Linked DNA regions of Mus musculus: region 2 is linked to region 1. Evidence: chromatin contacts called from public HiChIP or PLAC-seq data. All regions are on one chromosome and are shown on one strand. The core of a region is the stretch at or near the end of the contact, and the rest is flanking DNA. Distances in the headings are between cores, read along the strand shown.

The links. HiChIP or PLAC-seq counts read pairs in DNA pulled down with a chosen protein or histone mark.
Region 2: a contact with region 1 is called in an H3K4me3 HiChIP or PLAC-seq map of bone marrow-derived macrophages, with 2.5 times the contacts expected there. The contact joins the enhancer-like site here to the promoter of F630028O10Rik in region 1. A contact is called at or near these places in 6 of 39 promoter capture datasets (the C10 cell line, the HPC-7 cell line, HPC-7-derived erythroid cells and 3 more), 2 of 484 Hi-C or Micro-C datasets (the HPC-7 cell line and myeloid progenitors), 1 of 115 datasets of contacts at active chromatin or transcription factors (bone marrow-derived macrophages) and 2 of 9 other capture datasets (adipose tissue and pancreatic islet).

Annotation. Positions count from the first base shown.
Region 1 is chrX:96,238,509-96,241,273 of GRCm38.p6, forward strand. It overlaps F630028O10Rik (RIKEN cDNA F630028O10 gene), which reads left to right and starts at 1,418. Exons shown (of 3, transcript NR_030718.1): 1 at 1,418-1,488; 2 at 1,905-2,005; 3 at 2,530-2,765.
Region 2 is chrX:96,328,598-96,331,362 of GRCm38.p6, forward strand. Hsf3 (heat shock transcription factor 3) reads right to left here. Exons shown (of 10, transcript NM_172931.4): 3 at 917-1,041. Among named protein-coding and RNA genes, the nearest start is that of Hsf3, 27 kb to the right of the region's middle. Within about 2 kb of position 1,349, at least 1 of the 459 cell types and tissues checked has an H3K27ac peak or open chromatin away from gene starts, as enhancers often do. A contact at or near this core is called in bone marrow-derived macrophages, where this site is marked.

The DNA of each region.
Region 1 (2,765 bases), core at 168-2,667:
GGTATTCAGAGTGAGAATGCAGAGTCTCTGAGCCTCACAGAAAGGGAACAATACACTATCAACATTTCTTTTTTTTATTAGATATTTTCTTCACTTACATTTCAAATGCTATCCCCTTTCCTAGTTTCCTCTCCAAAATTTCCCTATACCCGCCCCCCACCCCCTGCCCTGCTCCCCAACCCATCCACTCCTACTTCCTAGCCCTGGCATTCCCCTGTACTGGGGCATATAATCTTTGCAAGATCAAAGGCCTCTCCCCATTGATGGCCTACTATGGCCATCTACTGCTACATATGCAACAAGAGACACAAGCTCTTGGGGGGGGGGTACTGGTTAGTTCATATTGTTGTTCCTCCTGTAGGGTTGTAGACCCCTTTAGCTCCTTGGGTATTTTCTCTAGCTCCTTCATTGGGGGCCCTGTGTTCCATCCAATAGATGACTATGAGCATCCACTTCTGTATTTGCCAGGCACTGGCATAGCCTATACCTTCAGATCAAGCTATATACTGGGAGACATTCCAGGTAGTGTTGAGAGGTTTAGCCCTGATGTTGAGAGCTCACTTACTTCCATAGTGGATACATCCTAAATTATATGGTCTTCAAGAAGACCTGGTAGGTGCTGGCTTCTCAAGAGAATTGCCCTTTGTGATGTATTCAGGGATACATTGGGTCCCACCCAGCTGTGACCTGGTATTTACTTCCACAAAGGTGCTGTTACAAAGATAAGGCAAATAGGAACTCCCATTTCTGGAGATAAAAAACCAAAAACTTCTACATTGTCTATTCATTACTCTTTTAAAACTTTTCTATAGGTTGGGATCTAGAATCATGGGAAGAACAGTCATACCCCAAAGAGAACTAGCTTGTTTTTAAAAGGGGGTGAGAGTGAATATATTACATTTAGTTTGTGCTAGGCCTTGACGATTATGTAGCTGATTCTTTATTTCAGGAAAGAAGTAAAAGTGCATGTTAACAAAATAAGATTAACACAGGCTTGGTGGAAATTGTGTGGTATCAAATTTCAGATTTGCCACAAATTTGCTTCCATTTTTACATTTTGACAATAGATTTTCATTAGATAAATAGCTCTGATATTTAAAGATTCCCTCAATTGCTCTAGGGAAACTTCCTTGCTTCATAGGCAGAACACAAAGGAAACTTGTACTTCCTGCTTTCCCACTCTGTAGCATGGGAAGTCAGTGTTTTTGGAGGTTGGTTGAGAATGGGTGGAGACAGAGCAGTAGGGGCTATTGCTGCATTAGCAACTACTCCTTTCACAATAGCTCTGTTTTGTCATTTTGTACCCAGATTTCCGTTGGTTAGCCTCAACTTTATCTTCCTCATTTCTGTTTCCTCTTCATGACACCAAGAGTCCTTCAGAACATGTGACCTTCCTGCTCACAACATAAAACTCAGCTTTCTGTGGCCTCTATAGTTCGGCTCAGCACCTATATCCCATCCAAGACAAAGGCACCACTTCAATGACAGGTATAGTATCTACTTGTTCTCTTAGATTCCCATGCTGAAACAGTGCCCACAACAGCTTTCAGTGTTCTGGATATGCCTAACTGACTCTCAGATCCCAGTTACTGATAAAGGGTCAAAGATAAGACTGATGAAGGTTTCTATTCACTTTCTATCCATGTGATAGAGAGAAGGGACACAAAAATTTCTAACAAATGATGGCTTTTAGAAGATAGTCATGTAGAAGTTAAATGCTTATCAGAGCCAGGAGTTAGGAGTTCTAAATAGCATTTTAAATTTTGTTCTATATCTGTTACTTTTCTTTGGGTGAGTTGTTTCTATAGTCTAGCACTCAGTGTTTGAGTCCCTTTTGCAGAGAAGAGAAAGACAAAGGTGAGATGCTATTTAATGTCTTAGCCTCTATGTCTCTTATTTTGAAGGTTACCAGTCTTTGGTTGGGAAAGAAGATGAGACTGCTGCTTGAATGTACACCTCTAGGCAGAGCTGAACATCCTTTAGAAAACTGCTGGTGGTCTGAAAGGTATGACTAAAACATGAAAGGTTCTTTTTTTTCTAGTTTTGTAAGTCACTACTCCAATTTCAGAATTTAAAAGGCACATAGACGTGAGGACAAATATATATGTGAGGAACAGAGGTCCTGAGAGAAGAAAAGGTAGTTTCCCAAGGCCACACAGAAAACCTGTACTACAACTCAGTCTAAGCCCAGGACAGTGTCCTTTTTCTTCTGCTTTAGGAGGACTGAGATACCAAGAAATAATGGGTATCCTGCAACTGAGGCAGGTGACTCTCCTTATATTGAAAAAAATCTGGATATTAAGACATGGTCCTGAGTACTTCTTTATCACCAAATATATTTTCTGATATGTGGCTTATTCTGGACATTTATAGATTTTTGGTAAAATCTTATACCTCTTTTACCAAGCTTATGCCTTTCAATTTGCGTCATGAAGACTGACTATGTAGTCATCTATGTCTTCATTCTTATGGGTCTGACTAACTTTAATCAACTAAACTTGCTTCTCTTATATGTATTCCTCTGAATAGGTGTGAACTGGAACATCAAGAATGAAAATGAAATAGTCCCTTACCCAGCTTAAGGACTGACTTCTCCATCAATCCTGGAAAACAGTATTTATAATAATCTATTAAGTCAGTGCACTAGAACTCTTTAGCCCCTTTCATGGCTCTTTTCCAGTGTTCTTGGGTTATGTGAGGTCGGATAGGGCAATTGAGAGGCTATGGATATCTCTAAAGTGTCTAGCTCTCCTTACAGCAGATGA
Region 2 (2,765 bases), core at 99-2,598, 90 kb after region 1:
CCCATACGAAATACACAGATGCAATGGTTAACATTCAACAGCAGGCTGACATCAAAAAATTAATATGAAGGACTGGCTCATGTTCAGTTTCAAGGAAAATCTTGATTTCTTTTCTACGTTGATGAAAAATACTTCTGTTGTCTACATCTCTTCTCTCCTTTCTCTGTTGCCATATATGAAAAGCTTAATTTACTAAGTTAAATACCAATGATAGACTCATCAAATTCAAGGTTCATTTACACTTCAGTGGAAGATTTTCAGAAAATCTCAATTTTAATATGAAAGCTGATGAATATTTGCTAATCCATACATATCTTCTCTAAAGTAAATAATAGGTTATAATATTTTCTCAAAGTTATTACTGTGAATATTTTTAGCTGGTTAAAATTTGCTTTGCAATATTACTTCCTGAATTAAAGCTCTACTGTCAGAGACATTTCATGGTGGTTTATGGACTCTGAGTCTTTATAAAATGCTGAAGACTATATTAAAGAACTTATTTTATAGGACAAACTGAAATAAGAGCAGACTGAAGGAAGAATCAGAAAGTGCATTAGTTACATATATCAGAATAATTAGATACAGAACTTATACATTTCACACCCTTGTCTAGTTTTCTTTCTTGGTTAAAATGGAAATTTCTATCTAGGTTAGTATTCATGTTTCTGTTGTCTTATATCCTGGTGATTTTACTTTTGGTTTGTACAGTGGTGTGTTAGGGCATTATAGCAATATTTGAGTTACTGGCTCATAGTAGCAATTCAAGATTTAAAGCATTTGAAACAGTGCTGTGTTTTAATTTAAAATAAATCACACCAAAAGTACCATGCAAAATAAGAGTGGAGCTTCACAAGTCCGAAGTAATCAAACTTAAATCCTTGGTAACAGATGCTAGAACCTTCAGACTAACACGTACTGTTTCATTTGTGTATATTTGGCATCCATCTTCCTCTGCATGTCTTTAAACTCTTGCATTTCAGTCACAATTTTCTGAAACTCATCAGAGTAGAGGCTGGCACCTTCAATTTTTATTGTTGGCACCTAAAATGGGAAATTATAGTTAGGCTGGTTAAATTTTTGGCATACCATTAACTATCCATTATGATTACTAATGAGAAAAGGAAAAAGCATGACAAATGGATAAAAGTACATTTAATTCTGTAAATGTACCTTGATTATAGTACTGCACCATGCATGCTTCTTATTATAGTTATTACACACATTATTGTGTTTCCACTAACTTGAAAGCTCCTGGAAGTTAGACATATAGTTCCTGGGAGCTGGAGAGATTGCTCACCAATTAATAGAACTGGCGGCTCATCCACAGAACCCAGTTTATTCTACTTAAGTCCTACGGGATATGATACCCTCTTCTGGCCTGTGCAAGAACTACATGTGCATGGTGGATAGGCAGATATGTAGGCAAAATGCCCACACACATAAAACTTAAATGAAAAACGAAAAAATATAGTTTCAGATACACTCCCTCCTGATTTCAAGGATACTTTACAAATACCTTACGGACATATGTATTATATATATCACACATTATATACATATATGTAAAACATACATATATCTGTGGCTTTATATGTAGTTGTATTGGCACACATTTATAACCACAGAACTCTGGAGGCTGAGGAAAGGAGATCCTTAGTTTGAGGCCAAAAATGCCTCATCATCCCAAAAAAAGAAAAGAAAAATAAAAAGTCTAAGCACCCCAGATTTTCTATCATTAATAAAATGACAATACTTTACAGGGACAAAAAAATTCAACTTATAGTAAGTAATATAACATAACCATATAAATATATGGGACTTTGACAAAGATTACAATACTTTAGAAATGTTCTGTTATACACACATCTCATTCTGTTTAGAGTTCAAGTGTGAAACTTTCCCTCCATTTTTTCTATTGGGAGTGATTATGAGCATAATTTGGGAGGAGGTATATCTCATGAATAAAGTCTCAGAAATAACCCATAATAAACTTCAGATTCATTTTAGGCTTGCTGAGATGTAAGTATATTAAACTATGTGGGTTTTTTACAAAATCAAACACCATACATACTATGGTTCTACAACTTAATGCATAGTAATGCACAAAATAATGTGAACATTAGTTTTGCAGGTAGTGACTAGGACAGCTTTAATGATTTGTATGTGTATTGTTTTCAAGGGTTTATAGGATGCATTATCCCCATAGTCAATGCAACTTTGAAAAGTCTCATTCATTCAGAATCTTACAGTATGGGCACAATAAAAGTTTATTATTTTTTATGCAAATGAGAGAAATAATTTAAACAAACAAAATATTTCAATTATTCCAAATTGAAGCTTTTTATATTATACTGTATCTGTGAATAGGAACTAGAGATTCCTGTTCCCTCAGAGTAAAACTTCTAAATTGTGAACAGAAACTTCTACCTTGTTTTACCTGCTGTAAATGTGTTTGAAGAATAAGGTGATCTGGGAAACAATGCAATGCTGTGTAATTAACAGACCAGAGAGAAATTGTATGTTTCAACTTTAAAACATTGGCCATGCAAAGTGGTATGTAGTAAACTGCAAATGAGCAATTACGTTAGCAATGAGCCAGGTCTCTCTTTTGATTCTGTGATGAAAAACACATGCCTACTACCTGGATAGTTCATAAACTAGGCATCTCATCTTCAGATAGTATGTGTCCCTTCTACAATATATGCCAAACTAATGGAATAAAAGCTATCAAGCCATTGCTACATAAAATTATGTCTTTGTTTTTA